Regions from separate parts of the Sus scrofa genome. Here region 2 is linked to region 1. Evidence: chromatin contacts called from public HiChIP or PLAC-seq data. All regions are on one chromosome and are shown on one strand. The core of a region is the stretch at or near the end of the contact, and the rest is flanking DNA. Distances in the headings are between cores, read along the strand shown. Region 1 holds the start of VCPKMT (protein-lysine methyltransferase METTL21D). Region 2 holds the start of L2HGDH (L-2-hydroxyglutarate dehydrogenase, mitochondrial).

Evidence for each region. HiChIP or PLAC-seq counts read pairs in DNA pulled down with a chosen protein or histone mark.
Region 2: an H3K27ac HiChIP or PLAC-seq map of skeletal muscle shows a contact between it and region 1. The contact joins the promoter of L2HGDH here to the promoter of VCPKMT in region 1. A contact is called at or near these places in 4 of 47 Hi-C or Micro-C datasets (alveolar macrophages, embryonic fibroblasts, liver and 1 more) and 2 of 2 datasets of contacts at active chromatin or transcription factors (alveolar macrophages and skeletal muscle).

What each region holds. Positions count from the first base shown.
Region 1 is chr1:179,904,168-179,910,658 of Sscrofa11.1, forward strand. It overlaps VCPKMT (protein-lysine methyltransferase METTL21D), which reads right to left and starts at 3,272. Exons shown (of 6, transcript XM_021101519.1): 1 at 2,516-3,272; 2 at 2,308-2,418; 3 at 2,064-2,136; 4 at 674-793. The coding sequence starts at 2,781. It overlaps SOS2 (son of sevenless homolog 2), which reads right to left. Exons shown (of 23, transcript XM_021101439.1): 23 at 3,411-5,138. The coding sequence ends at 4,629.
Region 2 is chr1:180,066,647-180,073,137 of Sscrofa11.1, forward strand. L2HGDH (L-2-hydroxyglutarate dehydrogenase, mitochondrial) reads right to left here and starts at 2,522. Exons shown (of 10, transcript XM_001926818.5): 1 at 2,280-2,522. The coding sequence starts at 2,419. ATP5S (ATP synthase subunit s, mitochondrial) reads left to right here and starts at 2,511. Exons shown (of 5, transcript XM_013993389.2): 1 at 2,511-2,661. The coding sequence starts at 2,526.

The DNA.
Region 1 (6,491 bases), core at 2,022-4,521:
GAAGAGTCACTTTACCCAAAGTAATTCTCTCACAGGATAAAACTGCAGGACTATACACATGGACCCTTAAAAGGAGTCACTTGTAATATGATGGATTTTTGCCCATAAAAAGGGTTTGAGTGACAACTGGAGGAAGATGAGTGAAAGATAAATGGGACTCTATATACTACTTCTGCAACTTCCTATGGGCCTTTAATTCAAAAGAAAAAAAAAGGAAAGAAAAACCCCGAAAGAGGTATAATATCTTGGGTAAAGCTATCATAAAAATACAGTGGAAAACACTGAAATAAAAACATAACATCTGTCATGTTTCTATGATGTAGTCTCCAAAAAAGTACATAGACATCAGTAATATGTTCCCAAAAGCCAACATCATGTTTAATAAAGAAATCCTGAAAACTTTCTCTGGAAAGACAAAGGTGTGGCCTTATTATTTTACATTGTTTTACAGATACAAGACCAACAAATTAGAAAAGAAAAATAAAAGGTCAGAAAAGGTGAGAAATGGGGAGGGAGGGTTATTAGAACAATGTGCTATGAAGAATCCTCTCATTGGGTTCATACAAACAGTATGAACCCTACTCAAAATTACCACAATATACCTGAACACAAAATCACATATAACCTCTCTGAAGGGTAATCGCTACAAAGATAGAACTAGTAGAATACTCACCTCAAAATACTTTTTCTCAATTTCTGGATTTTTTCCCATTGTTCGTTGTTCGTAACAACATATAATACAAGTATCGGATCCACTGAGATCTTTTAGGGTTTTCACAAGTGGCTCCAAAGACTGCTCAAAAGGAATGTAATATTTATGACTTTTAAAAATTTATATTACTTTAAAAGGGGTAGGGGAAGTGGAGGGGTAATTATAACTCCTCTACAATTTATCCAATTGTATCAATTTCAGTTTTCAGAGAAAGGATGCAAGTGACTGAATTTTGGAGTACCCATGGATAAACAAATGGAATTAACTGTACAGTTTTTTTTTTTTTTTTTTTGTCTTTGTGCGGCATATAGAGGCTCCCAGGCTGGGAGTCAAATCTGAGCTGTAGCTGCCGACCCACACCACAGCCACAGCAACTCAGGATCTGAGCCTTGTCTGCAACCTACACCACAGCTCCCGGCAACACCAGATCCTTAACTCACTGAGCAAGGCCAGGGATAGAACCTGCATCCTCATGAATACTAGTGGGGTTCGTTAACCACTGAGCCGTGATGGGAACTCCTAATTGCACTCTTAAAAACTGTATTTACTAGAGTTCCCTTTGTGGCTCAGCAGGTTAAGGACCTGATATTGTCTCTGTGAGGATGTGGGTTCAACCCCTGGCCTCACTCAGTAGGTTAAGAATCCGGCATTGTCACAAGCTATGGCGCAGATCAAAGATATGGCTCGGATCTGGCACTGCTGTGCCTGTGGTGTAGGTTGGCAGCTGCATCCCCAGTTTGACTCCTAGCCTGGGAACTTCAATATGGTGCAGGTGGGGCCACTAAAAACAAAACAAAAAATTTTTTCTTTAATTTAACAATCAATAATTTCCCTATAATTCTGACCCTAATTTGAACATAAGTTGGCTCAATGCCCATTACTTAAAAAATGAGTGATGTCTACAATATACACAAACTGATATTTAAAAAAAAATCCTATAAATGTAATAAATTTTGCCACAGAACAATGAATTCTTTACAATACAACTTAACAGTTAAAATCACTAATGTCATATTAAATTTACTTGGAATAGCTAAATAAAAAAAAATAACAATAAAAAATCTTAGCCTTACATAGGAGATCCAAAAGGCAAAATCCTTTAAAAATTTTATAGAAGCCTCTAGTAAAATGCATATAACACTTTTCTCAAAATGCTTCATGGGCCTCTATGTTAAAATCATGAGTGTGTAAGTTGTAGTCCGTGGTGACTTTTATTTTCTCTTTACTGTATCATCAATTACAGAATAAATTTGCATTAAAAGATGTAAAAATGCTTAGACATGTGTGCTTTAGAACCCATGGAAAACGGTGTATGCAACCTCTAAACGAAGAAATTTCACTCATTACTCACCTCTTCGTAGTATATGCAGTCAGCCATCAGTATGTAGTCTGGTGGAGAAGGAAAGTCTTCTATTTCTTCCCCCCTTAAAAATGTCAACCAAATATTTTTCACTGTTGCTTTAATAACTTAAAATATTCTTGTTTTATAAACAAGACCCAGAAAATTCCCTTCGAATTAACCGTACTTACAGTGAAACACAATTTAAAGCAAACTACAAATCGTTATCTAAAAAAAGCTTAAAGGCCATACAAACCATTTCAGTACCTTGGCTTGAATAGAACCAGTGACAAGATGCTTGTTCATATTAATATTCATCTTCAGTAAGTCCTGCAATTCCTCAAGATCGGTGACTATGACATCTGCCCTATAAAATAACATTGATTGAGGTAGAGGCACAAGGTTGGGAAGCCGGTAATGGCGGTTTCTCCAACAAAGCGCCGTCCCTTCCCGCCAGCTCTTACCCGAGGGTAGCAGCCATGAGCCCCACCGCCCCGGTGCCAGAGCCCAGCTCCAGCACCGACCGCTGGCTCAGAGTGTGGGCCCCATCGCCGGAAAACCCGGGCGTTTCCAGGTATTTAGAAAGGACAATGGCAGCGTCCCAAACAACGCAACCCACGCCGCCGGAGCCATACTGCTGCAGTCGTAACACCGTGCCATCTCGCTTCTCCAAAACTCGCACAAAGTTCAGCAGCGTGTCCTCCTCGGATGACTCCAGAGTAGCCGCCATCGCTGCCTGGCAACAAGATGTGGCGCACACAGTGACATCACAACCATGCGCACAGCCCCGCTCCTCGACTGGCTTGGGGCCCCGCTTCTCCTGGCGGAGGTGTTGGCGCCAGAGCGCATGCGCGAAGGCAGAGAGCCCGGAAGGCAAGGCTCCACCAAAGTGCCTACCCCGTGGCCAGGGCTTCCCCTAGGAGCGGAACTGACACGTTCTTCCCAAAATTTCAAGTCTGGCTTCAAGAACTGACAGTTTAGATCAATTTTCCGGACAAAGCTAGTATTATAATCTGCTCTTAAAAAAAAAAAAGCCAACCTGAGTATTTTTACCTGGTTGGAGACTGATTCACACAGCATTTGCCGGCCTTAAATCCAGGCAGCTTCCAAGATTCTACCGAGGATAGCTATCATCCTACTAATTTTAAATTTAGGAGGATAAGATTTTCTAACATGCTAATTTTTCATCTGAATGCAGTAACAGTGAAGGTAAAGTTATCCCTCCAAAGTTTACATCACTTGAATTCTTTAGGATTATGGAATTTTAATTGCACAAAATAGGGAAAATAATTTATTTCTACAGAACTCAACAATCTTACCCCCTTGTTCCATATAATGAAAACACATATTTTAAAAGTCTTTAAAAAATTAAGACTTGGGTGATTTATTAATCTTGTTAGAAACTCTGATACAAAGCACAGTAAAAGGCCACTGACCAGTAAATAAACAACGTGGCTTCTGACTACTTTACAACTGCTGCTGTGGCACTGAGAGCAAAACACACTTTTTCATCACTTTGAGGGAAGGAGTCCAAATCAAATGGCAAATAAAAGTTTTACTCACTTTTCTGATTAAAAAGTTTAATAAAGCTTTAAGTATATGCTGGTTTAAATATTACCAATCTAAAAAAATATTTTAAAAAATTTTATTAACACAGGATTTACAGGGAAAGTTATTAGGTTTTCAAGGCAATGCAGTTGGTTCCTAGGCCATAAGAAACTTGTCCTCTGAATTCATGAATTAGTAAAGTAGCAGATTGTATTATAGGCCTTAAGTCACATAAACTTATATACATTATTAGCACTGTCTTTAAATATACAATATAAACAAAACTGTACATATATGGCATATTAACTTTACATCCCAAAACAATAGGCAACTCGTTAGCTAAAGACATCATAGTCTGCAAAAACAAAAAGGCACATCTGTATAAGATATATGCCCTTTTTCCCTCTATGATTGGGTTAGGTAGTCTGTTTACATTTTGACAAAATAATAAACACAGTGCATTCTATTATTTTCATTCTCTTTTTCATTTTTGTCTTCAGCAGCAAATTCTGGCATTTAAGACATGGCATTAAAGAGTTTAAGAACAGTGGGTGTTATTCACAATTTTCCTAAATGTAAAAACTAGATGTAAAAACTAGAAGATGGTCAAAGAGGCTTAAAAAATCAGTATCACTCACCCCCCCCATACGTGTGTAAATTCACTGCCTTAAAAAGTCATCTATTACTCAAATTTGAAAAATTCCACAAATGCACTATCCCCTTTCAGTGCAATCAATTATCACTTTAAACCATATTTTAGCAGAGTCTACAGTGCAAATATAATTTCTTTATACTGGCCTTTTGGCAGCACTGAGGATCTAAGACAAGGCAATGCTACTGATCACCTGAGGATAATGGTAAAGGACTTCTGTATTTTCATTTTTCCAATTTTTAAAAGCTTATTTGATCAGTAGCATTTTTGTAAGAGCATTATTTTTAAAAAGTACTAAAATACTATGCATTTTTGAATAAATTAAAAAAAAACTTTACAAATACCATTCCAGTGTCAATGACTACATATGGCTAAGGTCATTGAGGAGTTTCTGCATTTTCTAGCAAAGGCAGTCTATACAATGGGGGGTGCGAAAGCTCCCGTTTATAAGTCTTTGGTGGCAGTTTTGGTAGGTGAGGGCTTGAATTCTGCCTTGGTGGAATGGGGGGGGCTTGAGGATGAGCGAGATTATTTTGACTAGAACTGAGCACATAGCATCGACGTGGTACTCTTGGAGATGGTGTGCTTGGAGGAGTGTTTGGAGAATTTGGACACATACTAACATCTCTGAACCAGTCTGGATCTCTGTGAAGATGTCCCAGTGGAGGTGGCTGGAGAGTGAATGGACAGTTTATAAAGTGTTCTGGAGGCCGAAGGGGAACCGGTGGAGGGGTATCAGGAAGAGGATCTCTTGGCGGTGGTAGAGGTGGACTAGGCAGAGGTCCGTCAAACACACCAGTAGGAGCAGGAACTCTGGGTTTTACCTTTGGAGGAGGAGGTTGTCTTGGCGGAATAGCAGGGGGGTCATCATCGGATTTCATATTTCCCTCAAAAACAAAAATATTAAATTATACTTCTGTTCTCCTGAAAAATTTGTGAGAAAAAGTCTTAAAAAGATTGAAAAATTCTTGCAAGTTAAATCTAGAAAGTCCAAAATACATTAATCTGGTTTAATGTTCAGATTTATGAATAAATTACTCCCAGCCTCACTCAAGGCTCAGTTTACTATTTTTATATATGAGATGTTTTAATTGAAATCTTAGAACATAAAGCCTCAGATTACCTTGTTTTGCATACACAGTTTATAAGTTTATGTATTTTAATTATAATAATGGGCAAGTGAGTGAAAAGAATACATAGCTTTTTAGACATGAAAGGACATGATATCAAGAGGACTTAATATGTATCCAAATATACCTTATTTGGTATATCAAAAATATCTTAATATACCAAATTCTAGTTTTTGGTCACTGACTTCTACTATCCTCAGTGAGGCTGAAAGTGGGAGTTTTTTAGTTGTTTTTCTTTTTTTCTTTTTATGGCTGTACTCGCAGCATATGGAGGTTACCAGGCTAGGGGTCCAATCAGAGCTGCAGCCACTGGCCTATGCCACATCCATAGCAATGCGGGATTTGAGAGCTGCGTCTGCAACCTATACCACAGCTCATGGCAATGCCGGATCCTTAACCCACTGAGCAAGGCCAGGGATCCAACTCACAACCTCATGGTTCCTAGTCAGGTTTGTTAACCACTGAGCCATGACAGGAACTCCAAAGTGGGAGTTCTTAAAATATGATATGATCCAGGGATCAACAGCATCAGCACTAGAAGGGAACTTGTTACAAATGCAGGAATTCCCATGGTGGCTCAGTGGAAACGAATCCGACTAGTAACCATGAGGCCTCATTCAGTGGGTTAAAGATCTGGCACTGCCATGAGCTGTGGTGTAGGTCACAGACATGGCTCGGATCCTGCACTGCTGTGGCCAGCAGCTGTAGGTCCGATTAGACCCCTAGCCTGGGAACCTCAATATGCTGTAGGTGAGGCCCTAAAAAGCAAAAAAAAAAAAAGGAAAGAAATGCAAATTCTTGAGCCCCAGATCTACTGAATCTGAAACTCTGGCCATCTGGTTTTAACAAGCCTTTCAGGTACTTCCGGTCAGACTAAAGTTTGGCGAACGCTCTGAATACTAAAATTCTTTCCATCTCTATCAGAAATAAATGGACTTCTGAGTATCTGTGAATCTTCCCAGCTTCTTTTTAAGAAAGAGTATTACGAGGATTAAACAATTATTTAAAGTATTTTTAAAATAAAACCACCTAAATGTTTAAAAACCATAAAGGGTGGCCAAAGTATAATCGACAGACTCTTTATAAGAACAAGCAAGTTCTGAGGATTCA
Region 2 (6,491 bases), core at 1,272-3,771, 160 kb after region 1:
GACGCTATGTCAGGTTCTTAACCTGCTGAACCATAATGGGAACTCCAATGTTGTTATTCTAACTAAAAAAAAATTATCAGTTTTTCATTATCATCAAACATTCACACTAAAAATTTGAGAAGAAAACAGGAGAAAATCTTTGGTATCTAGGGCTAGATGAAGTGTTCACACCAAAAGCATGATCCATAAAAGAAAAAAATTGATAAATTGCTCTGCAAATGACCCTGTTAAGAGGGTAAGAGGACAACAAATAAATTGTGAGAAAACACTTATTTGTGAACTATATAGCTGACAAAGGACTCATTTCTCATATACATAAAAAACAAACAAGTCATTTAGAGAACAGGCAAAAGATATAAGCAAACATTTCATCATAAAGAATAGATATGATGGCAATAAAGAACATGAAAATACGCTCAGTACCTTCAGTCATTAGGGAAATGCAAACTAAAACTACAATAAGGTATCACCAGACCCCTTTCAGAATGGCTTTTTTTTTTTTTTAAGTGATAACTAAACATTGATGAGGATGAGAGGAACTAGACCAACCACACATTGCTGGTAGGAATGTAAAACAGTACAGCCATTCTGGAAAAAGAGCATGGCAGTTTCCTCAGAAACTATACCTGTGCGTACTACACGTCTTAGCAATTGCACTCTTTGGAATTTATCGCAGAGAAATGAAAACTTAATGTGCCTACAAAAATCTGTACATGTGTTCATAGCAGCTTTATTCATAATAGTCAAAACTGGAAATAGCCCAGATACCATTCAACTGGTTAAGCAAAGTGTAATACATCTAACACCACAGAGTGCTACTCAACAATTAAATGGAACCCACTATCAACACAGGCAACACCTTGGATTGATTGCAAGGATATTACGCTGTGTGAAAAAAGCCAATCTCAAAAGGTTACGTATTGTGTAATTCCACTTACATAACATTCTCAAAATTACCAAACCATAGAGCTAAAAATTTGTGGTTGCCAATGGTGAGAAAAGGTGGAGAGATGAGGTGTGAACACAAAGGGGTGGGTAACAAAATCTCTGTACTGATGGAACATTTGTTTCTTAATTGTGGTGGCAGTTACCCAAATTAACACATGTGATTAAACTGCATAGAAACACACACAAATACACAAATGAGTGCATTTAAATGATGAAATCTGAACAAGGTCTATGGATTGTACCAACGTCAATTTCCTAGTTTTGATACTGTATTACAGTTATGTAAGATGTTATTATTGGGGTAAATTGGGTGAAAAAGGCTACATGAGTACTCTCTGCTCTTTTTAAACTTCCTATGGATCTTTAATTACCTCAAAATAAAAAGTATAAATGAAACTTCACTCACCTTACTTTTCTTCTCTTAAGAAAAAGTTCCTAAAAGAACTGTCTACATACCCACACGATGAATCACTAAATCCTATTCCACTCTAACCCCTCTCCAATCTACTAATACATAGCAGCCAGAGTCAACTTTTGAAACATCAACATTTAATCACTTCTTAGAAATCCTCTAAAAGACTCCTAGCGGTCTTAGAACAAGGTTTCATACATAGTTAACACAAAAACCCTGCTGTGGTGCAGCCCCTCTCCACACGGTCTCTGTTCCTCTAAGCTCCAGTCACACTGATCTTGCTCACATTCTAGTTCTCTCAACAACCAAGAACTTTCCAGCTTTGAAACCTTCGCATAAACCATTCCCTCTACAGATAGCAGAGAAAGTCTCCAAACTTCGAATCACAGGATGCTGAATTCTGCAGGGTTTGCCTAGCAACTAACTGAGCTGCTTCTCACAGGGGCAACTCTATGCAGCATGTGTGTGCCAAGAACTGATTTAAGACCGGTTTCAGACCTTCCAAGTAAAACCATGGAGGCCAGCGAATAAACAGCCTATTTGATTGTTTACAGTGTGCTAGGTCCTTTAATCCCGCAAACGACCACCTACGCAATAGACTAGGATCCTATTCACAGCTGAGCCTTTAAGGAGCTTAAGTAACCCTCCCAGAGTGGACTAGGAGGTGGTGGATTTGTATTCAAAGCCTCAAGTATTCTTGACCTCTACTCAACACTGCCTTTCTTACTCTTTTCCTCACAGACACTACGAACGATTCCAGCAGGTAGCTCCTGGGATCAGAGGTTGGAGCCCGGGCTGCACAAGATCTCGACCTTCTCTCGCGCCTAGGACAGGGAAACAGAGCAAGGGCAGAGGTCCAGCACCAGGCACTTCTGAGAGAAGCAGCGCAAGCGGCGGGGGCGGGCCAGCGGCTACTCACCTGGTGCTGGCTCTGCGGCCACCTTGGCACAACAGCCAGAGGTTCCCTGGCGCGGGCGCGCCAGCAGCGAGGAAGCCTCCGGAGAAAGCCCCGCGGGCACGTCCGTAGACGCTGCCCAGGTAACGCAGCGCCGGCACCATCACCGGTGCCCCACTCCTACCCTGCCTCAAGCCCCAGAAGCGGCCCTGGATCCCAGCACTGCCCAAGTCCCAGTGCTGTCTAGCCCCGCCTCTTGCGCAGGGGCCAATGAGAGGCGCGCCTTTGCCTCACGTGGGAGCCGCCATTAATGGCCAATGGGCGCGCGCGGCAAAGGGCGAAGGGCAGGCCGGCGCTACCGTAGACGCCAGGGACGCTCACTCGCTCCCTCCCTCCCTTCGACGCTGTGAGTAAGGAGCTAGTCCCCGAGCGGGGCGGGACTAGGGGGTGGTTACGCTCTGCCTTTTCCCTTCTGCCCTAGCTGGGCAGACTGAAAATCTGGCGTGCCGACTCTCGCGTCCTCGACTTCGCTGCCGAGTGGACTCGGGGCCGCGAGAGAAAGTCGGGGGATGATTATGGAAAAAATTTTGGTTTGGGCAGGCCCAACAACCTCCCTTTTCTAGGCCCCGCCTTCTCAACCTCCCTCTGTCTGCGACTCTCGAAGCCCAGCCCCGCGTCACTCAAGGCCCCGCCCCGCACCGGAGGCCCCACCCCCTCTCAACCCCTCTCCACGTCACTCAAGGCCCTTTGCTGGGCACCGCAGTCTCCCACCCACGTAGGGGCGCTCGCTGCCCCGCCCTAGCTTCATTCGAACCGAGGGTCTGTCATGGCAACGCCTGTTAGCCTGCAGTTTCCTGGACTTCTATATATGGGCCTCCTAGCGCGTCATTCTTTCAGTCATTTATTGGTCCTTTAAATATTAAGAGGCTTGGTGAACCAGAGGGCTTGGTCTCTATAATTATTTAGCAATCTGTTTCCTTTTCTTAAATCCTGGACCGAGATACAGTTTTAAATATGCTGTGCGGGGCTAAGAATAGCGACTCACCTGTGCAGGTCACTTCAGATCTGTTTATCTGTAAAATGAAGGAAGTGGACTATGTGATCTTTGAAAGACCTTTGTAAAACTACGTGATTCTGTATCGCTATGCCTGTTTATCGCTATGCTCCCTATGCTTGATGGAAGTTTTTAATCTTTAGGGTCAGGACAGCTGAAGGGAACGAAAATAGAATGATGTAGCCTTATTGCTGGAAGGGCTTGATACCTCTCTGAATTTGGCTCCACTTATTAATCAGGTAGCTTGGGGAAGTCATTTCACCTCTTCGCCTCAGAACCTCCTCTGTGAACTAGGAGTTCTCCCTCATAGGGCTTTTTTTGCAGATTATATGATATAAGGCTTATCAGATGTTTAGCACAGAAAAGTGTTCAATAAAATGATGGCTTTTGTTATGTTTAAATGGTTTTATCACCTGGACAGTTGTACATATTTTCTTTATTTGTGAAGACATTGTGGAATGTTACCTGCTCGTTCATCACAAATGAAAAAAAAAGAAATAGTTTTTAGTTCGATTTTTCATTTTGAGCTAATTGTAGATTCCCATGTAGTTGTAAGAAACAGTCAAGTGATAACATCTTCTAAAATGATCATACAATATCACAACCAGGAAAATGACATCGACACAGGCCATGGATCTTATTCAGGTACCCCTCGTTTTACATGTATGTATGTAGTTCTGAATACTTCTATGGCATATGTATGTAGATTCTTGTATCCACAAGTCAAGCTGTAGCACAGTGCCATCACCACCAGGATCCCTCTGCTGGCGGGACACCCTCTTCCCCTTTCTCTTCTCCCTCTAAAGTTTTGTTATGTCAGGAATGTTATAATAAATGGAATTATATAGTATGTAATTTTCTGGAATTGGCTTTTTCACTCGGTGTAATCCCTTGAGTTCCATCCAAATTGTTGCATGTATTGATAGTTTATTCTTTATTACTGAGTAGTAGTTCATGGTATGGACATAACACAGCATGTTTAACCATTCACCCATTGAAGCTCTTTTTCAGTTCACCCATTGAAGCTCACCACATGTGAGCTCTTTCTAGTTTTTAGCTATTTCGAATAAAGCTGCTGTGAAAATTAGTGTACAGCTTTTTCTGTGAGCCTGTTTTTTGTATCTCTGGGATAAATGCCCAAGAGTCTAATTACTGGGTCATATGATGAGCACATGTTTAGTTTTGTGAGAAACTGCCAAACTTTTCCAAAGCGGCTGTACCATTTTACATTTCCAGCAGCAATATTGAGTAATCCAGTTTCTCCTCAGTGTCACCAGCTTTCAGTACTTTCACTATTTTTAATTTTAACCATTGCACAGGATGTAGTTGATTTTGAAGTATACAATTTGAGGGTCTGTGGTCAGGCTTTCATGGGTCACCCCACAGTAGTGACTTTATTACTCTGTGATTTTTAGCATGTGCTTCATAGATTAGCAAAGTGAAATAATTCAAAATACGTATGTTCTTTTTATAAAATTTTCTCTGCTTACCTCTCCCCTAGGTTTGACTGTACATTAATTTGTTTTATTTAGATAACTCAAATCACAAGCTCACCTTATATTCATTCACCCTGTAATGTCTTTGGCTAGAGACATTTGTATCCCAGTCAACACTCTTCTCAGTAAGAATTCATGCTCACCTTCCATGTAGGTCAGAACCAACAAGAAGTTAGTTCAATGAGTGTCAAGCAAGATTGGCCTAGGAGTTGCTTTGGGGACTTTTGCTTCTAACTCCTAATGAATTGCTCTGTTGTTCTATTTTAGTAGATTCTACACACTTTAGGAATAAGAATTGGCATCAACAATAGATAATTTGCAGTGAAGTGGAGTTATAATTTTCGGGGGGGAACTCCCCAATTCTGATACTACCCCACCCCTCTTGCCACACTTTTACTGCGGTCAAGAACAAATTGACCAGTTCCACCTTTTCACCACTAAAATAGCCCAACTAATTACATTTAATATGTTAAAAAAAAAAAAAAAAGAACCTCCACTTTAAAAAAAGATTTTGGTTTTATGCAAATGGGGGACTCTCAAACATACTCAGAAACACTTTGTACATAACCTATTTTGAGTCATAGATTAGAGGTCTGGCCTTCTCTCAGTCATAAACATAATAGCATCTTTTAGGAACATATGTTACAAACTTATGGCTCTAAGCTGTGTTATGATAGTAATAAAACTTTTTAAAATAATTTTAATTCCTGAATTATTTATCACAGCAGTTTAATTTTAGTGGTTATTTTTTAACTTGCTTTTAACTGGCGTCTTTTGATTCATTAGAGCAAAATTCACCAACTCACCACCAGAGGTCTCCTCTTTCCGGGTACAAAGCATTCCCAGAGGCAGCTGCTTGAATTCATCTGAAATTCCTGGTATCACTTAACAGAGACACAGTTGAGAAGCAAAAACCTACCATTTAGTTTTTTTCAGTTATTTCCAAGTAAAAACTTAATCTTCATATTTAAATATAATATCAAATTTTTTAGAGACCATATCTGGTCTCTGAATATGGGCCAAAATGAATCAGGTACTTCAGTTTTCACAGACCACTCTAATTTACCTGCTTAATGACCATTCTCTGGCTTTATCTCTCTGCCTGAAAATATATCAATCACTGAAGGTTATTAATTGCCAAGCATTTATTAAACTTGCATTAGGGGATAGCAGTGTGCTAGGTGATAAGGAAAATGGAAATAAGATGTGGTTCTTGCTCTTCTTTTGCTCTGCATACTTTCCTTTCTTCTGCCTAACTGGAAACTCTTAATCATCCTTTGAGACCAATCTCAAAAGACATCTCTAGCGTAAAGCCTTCCCCTCTTTTCTTTTTCTAGGTTCTCACAGAACTTGTCCACATGTCCATTGACATCTTATTCCATGTTATTTGTTTTTATGTCATCTATACACATATAGTACATATACTGTATATTCTCTGAGGACAGAAAACATGTCTTTCTGTCTTCTGTTGTTTTGTTTTTGTCTCACCATTGAATCTCTTGCACTAAGTGTAGCAGGCATTCAGTAAATATGTATTGCATGAATGAATAGGTGATGGAGCTGGCATTTGAGTCAGGTCTTGAGGTTGAGGAGGATTTCCACAGGATTCAGAGGGCAGGGAGGGGCAGTAAATGGGGAGAACAGCCTGAGTTGAAGCCGGAAAGCCCAGATTTGGAAATAAAGTTG